5 separate regions of the Mus musculus genome follow, and regions 2, 3, 4 and 5 are each linked to region 1. Evidence: chromatin contacts called from public HiCAR-type, HiChIP or PLAC-seq and Micro-C data. All regions are on one chromosome and are shown on one strand. Each heading gives the region's core, a stretch centred on a gene start, on an enhancer-like site or on the middle of the called end of the contact. The rest is flanking DNA. Distances are from core to core; before and after follow the strand shown.

Region 1 (2,993 bases), core at 206-2,705:
TTGGCTCCGGAATCCCTTCAACATACTCCAAGGTGGTGGGAGCCTGCCTGAGGGTTTCTCTTTCACTTGCTGACATTACAAGATGCTACAAGGTCACCTAAATCTCTACAACTCTTATCCTAGAATCACAACTCTATTCAGTTCTGATAATGTAAATTATTACACACACACACACACACACACACACACACACACACACACACACACACACCAGGTGTTTTTGTTTTTGTGTTGAGACAAGGTATCACAATACAGCTCTGACTGGCCTAGAACTTACTATGTAGTATGTAGTAGACAAGGCAGGCCTTGAACTCACAGAAATCTGCCTGCCTCTGCCTCTCCCAGACTTTCCTACTTTTTCTTTCTTTCTTTCTTTCTTTCTTTCTTTCTTTCTTTCTTTCTTTCTTTCTTTCTTTCTTTCTTTCTTCTCTCTCTCTTTCTTTTCTTTTTTCTTTTTTGTTTGTTTTGTTTGTTTTTTTTTTTTTTTTTAGACAGGGTTTCTTTGTGAAGCCTTGGCTGTCCTGGAACTCACTCTGTAGACCAGGCTGGCTTCGAACTCAGAAATCCGCCTGCCTCTGCCTCCCAAGTGGTGGGATTAAAGGCGTGCACCACCACCGCCCAGCCTACTATTTCTAAATATAGCTGCAATGACATCTATGTTTGGGAATGCATCAATAGACATATTCACCTGCTGTAGGAATTATGAAAGGGCAAAGCTGGGGATGGAGAGATGGCTCAATGGTTAAGAGCACTGACTTGTCTTACAGAAGTCCTGAGTTCAATTCCCAGCAACCACATGGTGACTCACAACTATCTGCAATGGGATCTGATGCCCTCTTCTGGTGTGTCTGAAGACAGCAATGGTGAGTACATAAAATAAAAATAAATCAAAAAAAAGAAAGAAAGAAAGAGAGAGAGAGAGAGAGAGAGAGAGAGAGAGAGAGAGAGAGAGAGAGAGAAAGGAAGGGAACCTAGCAAGGCTAACGAATGGATTTAGACAGAACCGCTCTCTCCTGCAGGTCCACTGGCCTTAGAGCTGGCTGAGTGGAGTTGGGTAAATACAACTCTCTGTAAGTCTGTCTGCATATACCACGGGACATTGCAAGCCTGGCTGTAAACACGTCCTAGCTGACCGCAGTGAACACTGGCCAGGATAGAACCACTTAACAGTTTCCTGGTTTCTAAAGCTATTTCCATTTCCATATGACTGCCACTTCCAGGCCCAGGCACTTAGGACAAAGAAAATTAAGCCCACAAAACATTAGCGCACTTCCCCAAGTAGCATTATTTTCAATCTCCCCAAACTGAGTCCACCCAAATATTCACCTGTAAGCAAACGGATGAACAAATTTGTGGTGGATCTGCAGGACAAAAGACTGCTTGGCAGCCTAAGGAGGAGCTCTGGAGACAGGCCGCATCCTCAAAGAATCTCAAAGATACCATGCTGAGAAAAGGGAGCACTTGGGAAACAGCACCTCGTGTGACCTTCTGGAACTGGTGAGACCTGTCTGCAGCTGCACAGAGTAGACCAGCGTGTGGGCTTGGTGAGGTTAATGGGGGAGCTGGACCACACTGTGGTGATGGAAATGTTTGGTGTCTTGAATGTGTTTCTGGTTGAGCTAAATGACTTTAGAAACAAACAGGAAAAAGGATCTTATCACGTAGCCCAGGCTGACCTTGGACTCCTAATCCTCCAGCCTCTGATTCCCCGAGGCTGAGGTCACAGCTGAGACCCTCAGATGTGGATGAATTGCTGTTTCTTTCCTTCTTTTTTGAAGTTTGTTGTTCAAATTGGTGTATTTCAGCAAATTTAAATCATAGTTTTGTAAATTGTTTATTTTTGAGTGTGCGTGTGTGCACACATGCGTATGCATGGTGGTGTGGAATCCAGAGGTCAGCCATCTGTTCTCAGTAGACACGCCCACCCCATTTATTTATTTATCCCTGGTTTGTTTGCTTTGTTTGTTTCCTTGTTTTGAGACAGGGTCTTTCTTCCTTCCTTCCTTCCTTCCTTCCTTCCTTCCTTCCTTTCTTTCTTTCTTTCTTTCTTTCTTTCTCTCTCTCTCTCTTTCTTTCGTTTTTTTGTTTTTTAAGACAGGGTTTCTCTGAACAGTCCTGGCTTTCCTGGAACTCATTCTGTAGACCAGGCTGCTCTTGAACTCAGAGATCCACCTGCCTCTGCCTCCCAAATGCTGGGATAACAGGCGTGTTCCACCACTGCCCGGCGACAGGGTCTTTTATTGAGCCTGAGGTTCTGAGATTAGGTGAGGCTAATGGCCAGCATGCCCCAGTCTCTAACTCCCCGGTACTGGGATTATAAACATATGCCTTCATTCCTGCCTTCTGACTGGGGCATTGGGTCCTCAGGCATACTTTACATGGCATACTTTACCATCTGAACTGTCTCCCCAGCCCTCAATTAAGTTGATTTAAATAACAAGGACTGTGTATACCTATACCCTCCCCCCAACTTATATAATAAGCATATGAATTTCTTTCTTTTTTTTTTTTTTTAAACATGAATTCATGGAGGGAGGACACTCTTTATTTATTTATTTATTTTTGTTTTTTTCCAGACAGGATTTCTCTGTATAGCCCTGGCTGTTCTGGAACTCACAATGTAGACCAGGCTGACCTTGAACTCAGAAATCCGCCTGCCTCTGCCTCCCGAGTGCTGGGATAAAAGGCGTGCACCACCACACCTGGCTCACATATGAATTTCTACCTTACATTTGTATTGAAATGTGTATGTACCTATACATAAAGATATACATATATAAAAGTTTTCTCCTAGGAAGGAACAAGGCTTTTTCTGTACATCCCTAAGCAGAACTGGCTTAAATGTCTCCAACAAAGTTCACCTCTGCTCTCAGACCCAATAAAATGTGTCAACCCCAATCTCAACCTGGTGAGCCTGAAAATAACAAAATAACAGGCGATCAGAATCGAGTCAAAATAAAACCACTATAAGCCTGGGGTTGTATCAGCTTTGT
Region 2 (2,993 bases), core at 280-2,779, 230 kb before region 1:
CAGGATCCACATGAGTGACCCAAGTGGGATCAACAGAGTTAGTATCTCCACCAGCTCACCTCTCTTTATGAAATTACCTTGGTCTAGGCTCTGCCTGTGACCCTCCGTGCTCCTTCACATTTTGATTCCCACAACCATTGCTCTGGGTTGAGGGCCACTCTCATCCACCCCTGACCCAGATCCCAACTGCACAGCAGGCTGAGGATGACAATGGAGCACCGGGACTCAAAGCCCTGCACACCAGGGTTTTCTCTTAATTCCTAAAAGTCCAAGAGGCGGCTTTCGGTTTCCATAGCAACCGCTAAAGACCTACAGGCTGATCCTCATCTCCCAGAGAAAGGCATTCCGATCACGGGAGCCAGCCCCAGGCTACTGTTGATGGATCTGCCTCCCTTTATACAACTGGACTTTCCCGCTAAAAGGCCCAGCTTGAGCTGCTGGTGAGGCCCTTACCTTAAAGGGCAGGTCCAAGTTCTCACCCAGTTTCCATACACACATTGAATGCCTGGAATGTGCGTGGAGGTGTGGGAGGTGGGGGCTACCTCCCAGAACAAACAGGCAACTTCAACTTCCCTTGAGGACCTGGGAAAATAAGTAAGAGATGTAGAGAAAACTACATTCCAGGAGGAAGGGCAGGGGCAGGTCTTGAGGTAGAAGACCCGCCACAGCTGGGAGCCTACAGGAGCAGTGAAAGGCTGCCTGCCTAGCAAGTAGCCAAAGGCTATAGGTAGGTTCCTTTCACTCTTCAGGGACAATCTCATCTTGTGTCCTTCGGGTGATGTGAGGATTACCTGAGTAAAGACTTGGCAAACACTTAGCTCAGGGCTTGGCATTCAGTCTGTGCTGAACCGACCGTGGCGGGTCTCCTTCACAGTCCAGAGCTCCCTGCACCCCTACAGGGCAAAAGGCGTGCCGGAGGCCCGCTGAAGGGTGGAGAGAAAAGGGAGGAAGAAATCCAGGCCTTGGAGCCCGGCACAATCACAGCTTTCTAGACAAGAGTGGGGGATGCCTGGCCCTGCCCCAGCGGCAAGGAGGCTCTTGGCCAGCAGGAGGGGAGGTGGCCTTCAAAAGGGCACAGTGCCCGCATCTTCCAGTCTGCTTCTGGGTAGGGCTAAGGGCCAGGGAGGACGCCTGCAGGCTACAGGTGGCCCCAGCAGGCCCAGCCTCCTGTCGTCGAACTGAGCAGGTGTCCCTAACCTCTGGGCCGGACATTCCTATCCCATCCCCACTACCCTCAGCTTCCTAAACTTCCGCGGTGTGTTTGCCAATTCTTTGAGAGTCATCCGTTCCTCCCCTTAGGAATGGAGTCCCAGAGCCAGGAGGGTGCAGGTAGTGGGCACAGGACCACCCTGGGTAGCCGTCCCCAAGGCCTTTAGCCCTCCCCGTGCCATGGTGCAAAACCACCCTAAAAGGGGTTGAAGGTTCCCAGACCGTGCGGTGCAGGGGCGGGGCCCTGCCGGGGGTCTCCCCGCCCCTTCCAGCTCAGCTAAGCAAAGGTGAAACCTGAGCCCAGGTTGGGGGCGGGGCTAGTTCGCGATTCTGACCGGGACCTGACTGCAGGGCGGTCGCAGGAGGAACAGGGCCTTCCCGGAGCCACTGGAGCAGGTGAGGCCAGCTGCTGCGCACAGCAGGGCGAGTAGCCGTCGGGCCCCGCGGTCCAGTGCTCATCTTGCTATGGTCCTTGGTCCGCAGGGTCGGTGATGGAGCCCGCAGCCCGGGGTCGCGCCCCGCCCTGAGTCCCACAGTCATGCTGCCCCGAGGTCGCCCCCGGGCAATGGGGGCCGCCGTGCTGCTGCTGCTGCTGTTGCTAGTGGTTGGCTTCTTCCTGTTCGGCCGGGACCCGGATTGTAAGCGCCGGAGCTGGGCAGGGGAAGAAGGGACCCTGTGTGACCGCTGCCTGCTCACGCCACGTGTCTTTTCAGATGGACTGGGCACAACTGCTACCCTCGATGAAGACCCGTACAGGAGTCGCAACCTCTCCGCCTCCAGCCCGCAGCTTCTACTGCCACCCAAGTGCGAGGTAGTTGTGCCAAGTGCTGCCATCCCCGAGGTTCCTGGCCAGTCCAACCATCTGGGCATTTGTGGGAACCACAGCACCTGACATGTAGCTACCCAGCTGGGATACCAGAGGACGCTTGCAACGCACGCCCCCCACTCCTGTTCTAATTCCTCACTTATGAAATTGAGGCGTTGCATCTAGGCACCCCTTCTCCCCATCCCCACCTCCGCTCGGATGCCAGGTGGGGCTACACTGTTCTAGACCAGGATGGCTAAGCTAGCTAGTAGAAGTTGAGGGCCGCTGCTGACCTAGGTGTCCCCTCCCCAGATGTTGCATGTGGCTATCGTGTGTGCGGGATACAACTCCAGCCGAGAGATTATTACCCTAACGAAGTCCCTGCTATTCTACAGGTACAGACAGGCCTGGATGAGGGTCAAAAACCTGCCCGTAACAAAGCCCCACTGTTCTGAGTTTCCTTTCTTATGAAGGGGGCCACCAGAACATTCCCAAGAGCTCCTTGTAGCAGACAGGGCTTCCTCCCGTGGGGAGAATCCTGTATTGTTCCCGCACAGCCATGTTAGGCTAACTTTCTCCACCCAAAAGGAAAAATCCGCTGCACCTCCACCTGATAACTGATGCCGTAGCCAGAAACATCCTGGAGACACTCTTCCGAACATGGATGGTGCCAGCGGTGGTGGTCAGCTTCTATGATGCGGAAGAACTCAAGGCAGGAAGAACTCTGCGCTCGTGCTCAGCTAGGCCCACCTTCTTCTTCCTTTCAGCAGTGGGTGGTGGGAGAGGAAAAACTCTGTCCTACTAGACCTCCTGGAGCTGAAATCTTTCATCCTTTGGGGGGGGGGGGGCGATGGCTACGTCCTGCTGTGCCACTTGCTATGTTATCTCTACCCCCGCCCCCTCCGGACAGCCCCTGGTCTCCTGGATCCCCAACAAACACTACTCTGGCCTCTATGGGCTAATGAAGCTAGTACTTCCC
Region 3 (2,993 bases), core at 129-2,628, 210 kb after region 1:
CACCTGTCCCTGGTTTCATGGGGAACAGGAAACAGGCTGGGCTGGCTGGTTCCCTCCCTTCAGGGCAGCCTCCAGCTCACCACAGCAGATGGAAGGGCTGGACAGAGCTCAGCATCGATGTCAGGGAGGCCTGCACTCAGCAGGACTTTCAAAAGCCACCTGATCCTTTGGGCTCTCTGGAGGGTTCTGGGTACCTAACCCTCCTCTCTGATCCACCCACCCTGGGCATCCCAGAAACTCAAGAGCCTGCTGTATTCACTTGCCCGCTGCCCTGCTTGGCACCTACCCTGGTCTTCCTCCTCATGTATCCAGCCATTTCATTTCGGACTGTATGGCCTGGGGTGGGGGGTGGGGCTCCCACGGTGACTTGTTTACAGCTGGGTGTGACTCAGTAAAGTGAATTTTTTTTCCTTTCTTGTTTTCTTTTTTTCTTGTTGTGGGGGACTCACATGAGCAATGGTGTGTGCTGGGTAATCCTTGGGGTCGGGGAAATGGCCACCAACATCTCAGATCACTTCGGGAGATGGGTCTGCCCCGATCCTGACCTCTGCCTAGGGCCTTAGGCTCACAGCGCCTGGGGCGGAGCTGATTTTCCCGCTCCTGCAGGGATGATAACAATGAAAGTAAAAGAGGTGGGGCGGGGGCCAGGCTTGGGTTCTTTGGTCTTTTGGCCCTGTGCCCTGGAGCAGTCCCCTCCCCCTGGCTTGTACTGGGGGGGGGGGGGGGGATCTGCTTGAGGTGAGCCTGAGGCCCCAGGGTCAGGGGTGGGCGGTTATCACCTCCGGGGGAAGCCCGGTCTGGAACTTCTCAGACAGCTCTTGTCAGCGACAAGATTTACCAAACTCATTTCTATGTGCTTCCCCATCCCCCCCAACGCCCTTCCCTCCTCCTCCTCCCCCAAACCTGCACTAGAAAAAGGCTCTCGAGCCTTGCTCACCCGGAGCCATCTGAGGTCCCAGGTACCCAGCTCCCTGCCACATCAGAGACCCTTCTTGCACTCTGAGTGAACTGATTAAAAAAAAAAAAAAAAAAAAAAAACCAAGCCGGAGGTGAGCCGGGCCTCGAAGGGAAGGTTCGCGGGTGCGGTGGCCGCCCCGAGCCTGTGACACCAGGACATACTCCCGGGGCCCGCGGTGGGCAAGCGAAGTGGTGACCTGAGAGCTGACAGGCTGCGAGAGGGAAAAGTATAGACAGGCCTAGACCAGGGGAAGGGGAGGGGATAGAGAGCTGGGCCTGCTACGAGGGGACCTGAGCCAGAAGCGCACTGGTAAAACCGAACTCCAGGACCAGAGACCCAGAGATCAGAGGTGAGAGGCACAGACGCGGGAGTCCCGGCTCGGCGAGGGGCGGGAGTGGAGGCGGGGACTAGGGGGGTCTGGGGAGGTGCGGGTTTGGGGGGAGGGGGCGGGTCCTTCCACGGGATGGGGGGAGGGGCGGGGGCCCATGTGACCGGCTCAGACCGGTTCTGGAGACAAAAGGGGCCTTAGCGGCCTTAGCGGGACAGGCCGGAGCGGGAGGGAGCGAAGCATCGAGCAGTGAGCGAGTGAGCGCACGCAGTGGCTGTGGCCCCAGTCCCTTCAGGCGGCTGCTCTGCCACCAAGGGGGCTGAGGTGGGGGTGGGGGTACGCTGAGACATCGGTTCCAAGTCCTCCCTCCGTCTCCCCCTTGTCGGTCCGACGTTTTGGGCCTGGAAAGTGGGACAAGTCAGTCAAGGGTGGGAGGTCCTTCCCGCGGTTCCTAGCGGAGAAGAGACTAGGCGAGAAACTCTAACCCAGGTTTTACCCCTAGGATGCAGCACCGAGGCTTCTTCCTTCTCGCCCTTCTTGCCCTCTTGGTGGTCACGTCCGCGGTGGCCAAAAAAAAAGGTGATGGGATAGGATGGGCTCAGGAGTAAAAGCTGGGGTGGGCAGGTGAGGCAGGCCGTGTGACCAAGTGCTGGTCCGGCACGCCATGTCCTTAACTTTGTTCCTTGCGCCCTGTAGAGAAGGTGAAGAAGGGCAGCGAGTGTTCGGAGTGGACCTGGGGGCCCTGCACCCCCAGCAGCAAGGACTGCGGCATGGGCTTCCGCGAGGGTACCTGTGGGGCCCAGACCCAGCGCGTCCATTGCAAGGTGCCCTGCAACTGGAAGAAGGAATTTGGAGGTGAGGTGGCGCGCGGGAGGAGGGCGGGAAGCCAGAGGGTATGTCCTTATAAACCGGAGGCAGGGAGGACATCCACAACCCTCCTGTCTCTCACCGTGGGGCCACTCTCCCATCAGCCGACTGCAAATACAAGTTTGAGAGCTGGGGGGCGTGTGATGGGAGCACTGGCACCAAAGCCCGCCAAGGGACCCTGAAGAAGGCGCGGTACAATGCCCAGTGCCAGGAGACCATCCGCGTGACTAAGCCCTGCACCTCCAAGACCAAGTCAAAGACCAAAGGTCAGCGAATATGGTGGGGTTGTGGGCCAGGCTACTCCATGCTCTGTCTCTGCAGAGCAGTCTTAAAGTTAGGAATGGGCAGGCACTTGAGGGCCACTCTCAGGAGATGCTAAACCCTCTGCCCAAGTAGGAACTACTCTTTCTGTTGGATCATCCGACCTGGGTTCCTGGGAAAGGCTTGTCTTTGTCAACTGAGGAAGGTGGGGTGGGATCAGGGAGGAGTTAACTCTGCGCTTAAAACTATGGAAAGGCTGTCCCAAAGGTACATGCTGCTACCTGACTCCCAACAGCTATTGAGGCCAGCAGGGCAGAGGTGACTCTGCCCATTTCCCCGGTGAGGAACTTGGAGTACTCTGATCCTAGATGAAAATAGAAAGTTGAAAGTCAGGCTTGGTAGCTCGTGCCTGTAAAAAGCGGCACTTCAGGACTGAGGCAGTAACACTGCCTTGAGTTCAAGGTTACAGACTGAGAGACTTGAGAGTCTGTCTTTAAAGGGGGGGGGGGGGCGCGAGGGTTAAAAAGTTGAACGAATAAAGAAAGGTTTCATATCACATGGCTGCCCTTTCCCACCACT
Region 4 (2,993 bases), core at 132-2,631, 190 kb before region 1:
AAACACAAAGTTTTATAATTCAACTCTGCTGCCTGGGAGTGTGTATGCAAGATTCTTCTGTTTAAGAAGGCCAAGGCAGCCTGTGACAACCCCACCAGGGGCCGGGCTCTCTGAATCATGGTTGGCCACCCGCTCAGGCAGAAGACTGAGACTCACCAGAGACTATTTTCTCATGGATGAGAGACCAAGTCTGAGTGATTAGAAACAGCCCAGGACACTGATGGTTTGAGACAAGCACATGATTGAAAATGTTCATAGTAACTAACTACTACAGGTAAAATTTTGTAAAATATTTCAGAAAATGCATAAGTTGGGGGAGAGAATCTTCTACAACTTATATTTCTGTGATGTCTGTATCCTTAAGTCACATGTATTATATCTATATAATCAGAAAAGGAAAAGGAAAAATAAAATGGAAATTAAAAAAAACAAAACAAAACAACTTTTTCTTTATAAAGTCAAGTGAGGTTTAGCGATGGGAAATGGGACCATGAAGCCCTGTCAAGGAGCTCAGTGCTCTACAGCTAGAGGGCAGTCCTGGCTTGCAGCCAGGGCTGGGAGCAGGTGGCAGCCATCTTGCAGCCTAAGCCTCCTGGATTCCAAATTATAGACTGCCCCAGCAGGCCAATGGCTAGTTAAAGCAACTTCTTGAAAACTGTTTTTCTCTGAAGCCTACTGTTGTCACTGCTCTTTCTCTTGACAGGAAAGAGTGACGGTTAGAAATCCCTTCTCCCCAAGGCTGCTCTTGTGCCTTCAAGGTTTTATTTTTGGAGGTAACCAGTTTTCCTCTAGTCTTACTAACTTTACTAAATTATGATAAAAATCTGAATTTAGAAAATATAAAGGTAGGGCTTCAATGTTTGAACTAAAATAAAATGTCTGCTACATGTAGTCTAGAAAGTTACAGTTTGGTTCTATGTCATCTGTGATGATCAAGGAAGTTTCTGAAATGAAATCCCTTCTCTGCTTTGTTTATTGCTCCTGAGTGACGCTCCCAGTTGGGTCTTCACTTGGACTCTCAGTGGGTAAAGTAACCATGGTATTTTCTGTTCCAGTATGGGGTGCTTCCTCCCTGAGGCAGAGGGGCCTGTCTGTGAATTTCTGCATCAAAGCCAGCAGGGGGAGCACATTTACATAAGACTCTGAAGCCTTGGGAAAACAATTCAACTTAATTCAGGAGAAAGGCTCTTTTGAATGTGAGTGAATTATCATACAATAAAGTGATAGGATGTTGATTTGGTGCTGAGATGAAGAACACTTGAGAAAGAGTATTTAGAAAGCGTCCAGCAGCTGCTGTTTCAAGGGCAAGGCTATTGCCACAGCAGGTGCAGACACACTCTGCCCTTACCTGTTTCTCCAGGCTTGGTTTGCTAAGCTGTACAGTCTGAGGTCCAGGGAGTCTGGTCCCTGGAGTAGCTATGACAATGCTGGTGAGCTGGGCCATGGGGAACGTTTTGGCTATGGTTGCAGTCTGTCCATTGACAACACGGACAGGGTGGATGGAATTCTGGGATGTGGGGAGGGTTGTGGGTGTAAACTTGGTCAGCATGACAGGCCTCTGGATAAGCTGAGGAGCTGCAAGCATGGGAGGAGGCGCTGGAGCGATAGGAATGTTATTCTGGGCCACAGGCTTGGGTCGAACCTATGAGAGAGAGAGAAAAAAAATCTGCATTACCAGAAGTAGCAAGTCTTCCAGTGTTTCCAAGCATACTGGTACCAAGTGTGGCCCATGACAGTCTTCTTGTTTGTTTGTTTGTTTGTTTGTTTGTTTTTTGAGCCAAGGTTTCTCTGTGTAGCCCTGGCTGTCCTGGAACTCACTCTGCAGACCAGGTTAGCCTTGAACTCAGAAATCCGCCTGCCTCTGCTTCCCAAGTGCTGGGATTAAAGGCGTGCGCCACAGCCGCCCGGCCAATGACAGACTTCTAAGTCTGAATGTTTAGGTTAATTTAAAATGATCCCGTGATGGCTGCTACTGATACAGCAGCAAGACCTTGTTGCTACACCTATATACATTTCTAAAGCACAAAAGCTTCATGAAATCTACCAACATATCACATTAATTAATTTTAGTTTGAAAAACATGAACTAAACCTTTGATTCTTTCCTGAAAGCCTTTCATACAGCTGTTGTGAGAAAGAAAATAGGCAGTCAGCTGGGCAGTGGTGGCACACGCCTTTAGTCCCAACACTTGGGAGGCAGAGGCAGAGGCAGAGGCAGAGGCAGATGGATTTCTGAGTTCAAGGCCAGCCTGGTCTACAGAGTGAGTTCCAGGACAGCCAGGGCTACACAGAGAAACCCTGTCTCAAAAACAAACAAACAAAAAACCAGACAGACAAAAAACAACAACAACAACAACCCCCCCCCCCAAAAAAAAACCCAAAGAAACCAGGCAGTCCATATAAAGTGCCTAGGACTAGAGGCAGAGTCTCTGAAGATCAGCTCATGACATTTTAATGTCCAGCCTGTGCTTCCTGTCCATTTCCAACCTGTTGTCTACCAGCAAAAAGAGGGAATCTCTAAGACATCCAGTTAAGTATTTGCCTGTAAACACTTCCATAGACCCCCTTGCTGCTAGGACTCAACCCACATCTCTGCACAATGGTGACGATCCACAGGCTCGCTCTTCTCCAGGACACTTTTCCAGGATCTTCTTTAAGTCTAACCTGGGTAGCCTCATGGTCTCTGCACAGCCACAGCAAATCTCCTTGGCTTTTTGAATGTACATGGTGTGTCTCCACTCAAGACATGAAAGCCTACTTGGTACTCTCAGCCTGGGACATTTAAAAAATTCCTTCTTCAAAATATATCAGACAGACTTTACTAGGGTTTTAGGTCTCACATTGAATGTAGACTATTCTAGGAAATCATGAATGTACTTTCTCAGTCCAGAATGGTCTGTGTCCCATCCACACGTTCAGTCTACCGTACTCCCCTATGGACGCTAATACCCTATAGGCAACTGTGATGCTGCTGCAGCTGTGTCTTGGAAATTA
Region 5 (2,993 bases), core at 210-2,709, 160 kb after region 1:
TCTGGGTGTTAGCCAGTTACTAGAGAGAAGCCATATCAGCTGCACTCACACCTTTAATCCCAGCACTCTGGAGGCAGAGGCAGGTGGATCTATGAGTTCAAGACCAGCCCAGTCTACATGAGGAGTTCCAGACCAGCCAGGGATACATTAGTGAGACCCTGTCTCCAAAAAGTCTGGAGTGCTGGAGAGATAGATGGCTTGGTACTGGCTGCTCTTTTAGAGGACCCATGTTTGGTGCCTAACCACCCATATGGTGGCTCACAGCCACCTGCAACTCCAGTTCCAGGGGATGAGATGCCAAATTCTTGTCACCGAAGGCACCAAGCACCCAGGTAGTACACAGACACAATGGCAGGCAAAGCATTCATACACATTAAAAAAATTAAAAATAAATATTTATAAGAGATTTGGGTTGGCATTATCTCATTCTATACTCTTTTTTTAAAGATTTATTTATTATTATATGTAAGTACACTGTAGCTGTCTTCAGCCACACCAGAAAAGGGTATCAGATCCCATTACAGATGGTTGTGAGCCACCGTGTGGATGCTGGGAATTGAACTCAGGACCTCTGGAAGAGCAGTCAGTGCTCTTACCTGCTGAGCCATCTCTCCAGCCTGAGGACCAGATTCTTTGCCTCTCTGAGATCCTTTGGCGCAGCGATGTGGAGAGGGCAGACTTAGTGGGCGGCAGAGTGTTCTAGGGACAGCAAGTGAGTGTCAGTCTTCAGTCATTTCTGATGTGACAGTGTTAAGAAAGCCGCTGAGGCACAGGGGACCTGCAGCAGGTGTCAGGACTCTGCTGGGAGTGCCTACCCCTGGGGAGCATGGTAGTTGTGATGTGGGTGCCACCCCAATGGAGTGCGGTGTGGTTCATTTCAGAATCAGTCACAGCCGGCTCTGCATTTGCTAGTTGTGTGAGCCAGGGTGCACATCTTGGCTTCATGTTGATTTCTAGACTCCAGAAACTGCCATCCTTACAGTGAGCATATACCTTGCCTTCTGGAATAGCTCCTGACATGAGGGGAAAGACAGGCCACGAACAGCAAGAGTATAGGGAACAGCAAAGATTAGCATGGCTTTCAGAGGTAGAGGCCACTTCCGGTAGACCCATGGAAGAACTTCTAGGCCATCCTTCATATGCCAGGGACATGAATCTTACGTGGCTGAAGAGAAAGAGGAAACAGATGAGAGGTCAGAGAGAGGGGAGAGCAGGGAGTGTATGGAGAGGAGGGGTACTGCGGGGGTGGGGGTGGGGGCGGTGAGCAAGGCTGAGAGGCTAGAAGGGAGGACAGGAGCTGGGAGCTGGGAGGAGAACTGAGAGGAGAGGGGCTGCGATGGAGCGGTGGGGTGGGGCTGGCGCGGGGGCGGGGCGGGGCGGGCCAAGGCTATCAAGGACAGAGGAGAGGAAGCAGACACAGAAGAGGAGGGGCTGTGCTAAAGTACAAACCCCAGGGAGGGGGAGGGAGGACATGAATGAGCCTCTGGAGGGAGTGAAGCACAGGGCAGGGCAGAGGGCACGTCTGAGGAAGGAGGTGGCTTGTTGAGCGGGCTGGTTTCCGGACTGCAGCTTCACACAATGCCAGGGGCCGCCTTTTCCATAGATTCTCATAGATTAAACCCTGCAGGGGAAGCTGGGAGGCAGGCAGCAGACTGGAGCCAGGAAGCCAATTTACGGGGACCCTTGATGATGAGCTCTGGGAAGCGGGGCTTAAAGCACCTCATTCCCAGGGCTTCGTGTGAGATTTAATTGGCTTTAAGCTAAGGGCTTTATATAAAGCCTGGCACGGGTGTCCAACAAACATTCTTTTTTTTTTTTCTCTCCCCTTGACTTCCCAGAGGAACTAGCCTAGAAGAGAAAAGAAAAGGGTTTCCTTAATTCTCCCAGGAAGTAAGTGGCACGGGAGGATTCGAACCCAGCTCTCAGCAGGTCCTGTCAGTGTGATCCTAGCTTCTTAGGTCAAGGCCTAAAGAGCGTAGGTGTAAGGCTTACACGGGCTACAAAATTAATTAATGGCCTGCCTGAGCAACTTAGTGAGACCCCCCCCCGTCTCAATATAAACGAGAGAGAGAGAGAGAGAGAGAGAGAGAGAGAGAGAGAGAGAGAGAGAGAGAGAGAGAGAGTCTTGACCTAGCTATTACGAAGTTCTGGGTTCAGTCCTTAATATAAGGAGGGAAAAGTCCCAGTTCCCAGTAAGCAAACCATTATTGTCTTGCTCAGAAGTGCTACATTTTTGTGAGCTCCGAGCGGGGCGTGGTGGCGCACGCCTTTAATTCCAGCACTTAGGAGGCAAAGGCAGGCAGATTTCTGAGTTTGAGGCCAGCCTGGTCTACAGAGTGAGTTCCAGGACAGCCAGGGCTACACAGAGAAACCCTGTCTCGAAAAGCAAAAAAACAAAAACAAAAACAAAAACAAAAAGCAGCACAGCTTCAATTGTTATACTGCGTTTACTCATTGAATCCTTGAATCTCCGTGAGGTTGGTTATACTATCCCCATTTTACAGATCAACAAACTGATGCCCAGCAAAATCAGAGCAGAGTGTGTGACTAGCCTAAAATCACATAGCCAGGGATCCTCAGGGCTAGGAGGAGGAGTCAAGCCTGTAAGATGTCAGAGGCTGTACTCTTCATGCCCGGCAAGTGAATGAAGCAGATCCGGCAGAGGGCACATACCTGAGGGGCCTCCGTGGCTCACCCTGGTTTTCTCCACAGTGCCTTCCCGAAGCCTACTGTTCTACGATGATGGGGCAGGCTCATGGGAAGATGGCCGAGGTGCTCTACTGCCTGTGGAGCCCCCAGAAGGCTGGGAGCTCAAACCCGGGGGTCCAGCAGAGCAGAGGCCCCAGGACCACCTCCGACATGACCGTGCAGACAGCATCCATGAGACCACCAAGTACTTGAGAGAGACCTGGCCAGAGGACACTGATGACAACGGCACCAGCCCCAACTTCTCCCACCCCAAGGAGTGGTTCCATGACAGGTGAGCAGAGGGA

Evidence for each region. Hi-C and Micro-C count contacts between places; a contact is called where the count stands out from the background. HiCAR-type assays count read pairs that join an accessible place to other places. HiChIP or PLAC-seq counts read pairs in DNA pulled down with a chosen protein or histone mark.
Region 2: an H3K4me3 HiChIP or PLAC-seq map of embryonic stem cells shows a contact between it and region 1, with 14 read pairs. The contact joins the promoter of Large2 here to the enhancer-like site in region 1. A contact is called at or near these places in 2 of 39 promoter capture datasets (the HPC-7 cell line and pre-B cells), 1 of 484 Hi-C or Micro-C datasets (embryonic stem cells), 1 of 115 datasets of contacts at active chromatin or transcription factors (embryonic stem cells) and 3 of 9 other capture datasets (adipose tissue, macrophages and pancreatic islet).
Region 3: a Micro-C map of embryonic stem cells shows a contact between it and region 1, with 2.3 times the contacts expected there. The contact joins the promoter of Mdk here to the enhancer-like site in region 1. A contact is called at or near these places in 1 of 484 Hi-C or Micro-C datasets (embryonic stem cells), 2 of 115 datasets of contacts at active chromatin or transcription factors (embryonic stem cells and extraembryonic endoderm stem cells) and 2 of 9 other capture datasets (adipose tissue and pancreatic islet).
Region 4: a contact with region 1 is called in an H3K27ac HiChIP or PLAC-seq map of embryonic stem cells, with 4 times the contacts expected there. The contact joins two enhancer-like sites. A contact is called at or near these places in 2 of 484 Hi-C or Micro-C datasets (CD4 T cells and nephron progenitors), 3 of 115 datasets of contacts at active chromatin or transcription factors (all in embryonic stem cells) and 3 of 9 other capture datasets (adipose tissue, liver and macrophages).
Region 5: a contact with region 1 is called in a HiCAR-type map of embryonic stem cells, with 2.0 times the contacts expected there. The contact joins two enhancer-like sites. A contact is called at or near these places in 2 of 39 promoter capture datasets (embryonic stem cells and liver), 4 of 484 Hi-C or Micro-C datasets (CD4 T cells, bone marrow-derived macrophages, embryonic stem cells and 1 more), 1 of 115 datasets of contacts at active chromatin or transcription factors (embryonic stem cells) and 1 of 9 other capture datasets (adipose tissue).

The regions. Positions count from the first base shown.
Region 1 is chr2:92,142,598-92,145,590 of GRCm38.p6, reverse strand. No RefSeq gene overlaps it. Among named protein-coding and RNA genes, the nearest start is that of Gm39877, 33 kb to the left of the region's middle. Within about 2 kb of position 1,455, at least 12 of the 459 cell types and tissues checked have an H3K27ac peak or open chromatin away from gene starts, as enhancers often do. A contact at or near this core is called in embryonic stem cells and pancreatic islet, where this site is marked.
Region 2 is chr2:92,369,593-92,372,585 of GRCm38.p6, reverse strand. It overlaps Large2 (LARGE xylosyl- and glucuronyltransferase 2), which reads left to right and starts at 1,529. Exons shown (of 15, transcript NM_172670.3): 1 at 1,529-1,605; 2 at 1,693-1,847; 3 at 1,923-2,020; 4 at 2,327-2,409; 5 at 2,603-2,726; 6 at 2,925-2,993. The coding sequence starts at 1,748.
Region 3 is chr2:91,930,244-91,933,236 of GRCm38.p6, reverse strand. It overlaps Mdk (midkine), which reads left to right and starts at 1,378. Exons shown (of 5, transcript NM_001012336.2): 1 at 1,378-1,543; 2 at 1,789-1,865; 3 at 1,983-2,141; 4 at 2,258-2,419. The coding sequence starts at 1,790. It overlaps Dgkz (diacylglycerol kinase zeta), which reads left to right. Exons shown (of 32, transcript NM_001166597.1): 32 at 1-410. Gm39876 (a long non-coding RNA gene) reads right to left here and starts at 1,020. Exons shown (of 2, transcript XR_866530.3): 1 at 938-1,020; 2 at 1-600.
Region 4 is chr2:92,329,164-92,332,156 of GRCm38.p6, reverse strand. Phf21a (PHD finger protein 21A) reads right to left here. Exons shown (of 19, transcript NM_001362829.1): 10 at 1,349-1,642. Among named protein-coding and RNA genes, the nearest start is that of Large2, 40 kb to the left of the region's middle. Within about 2 kb of position 1,381, at least 11 of the 459 cell types and tissues checked have an H3K27ac peak or open chromatin away from gene starts, as enhancers often do. A contact at or near this core is called in embryonic stem cells, where this site is marked.
Region 5 is chr2:91,983,152-91,986,144 of GRCm38.p6, reverse strand. It overlaps Creb3l1 (cAMP responsive element binding protein 3-like 1), which reads left to right. Exons shown (of 12, transcript NM_011957.2): 11 at 2,713-2,980. Among named protein-coding and RNA genes, the nearest start is that of Dgkz, 34 kb to the right of the region's middle. Within about 2 kb of position 1,459, at least 222 of the 459 cell types and tissues checked have an H3K27ac peak or open chromatin away from gene starts, as enhancers often do. A contact at or near this core is called in embryonic stem cells, where this site is marked.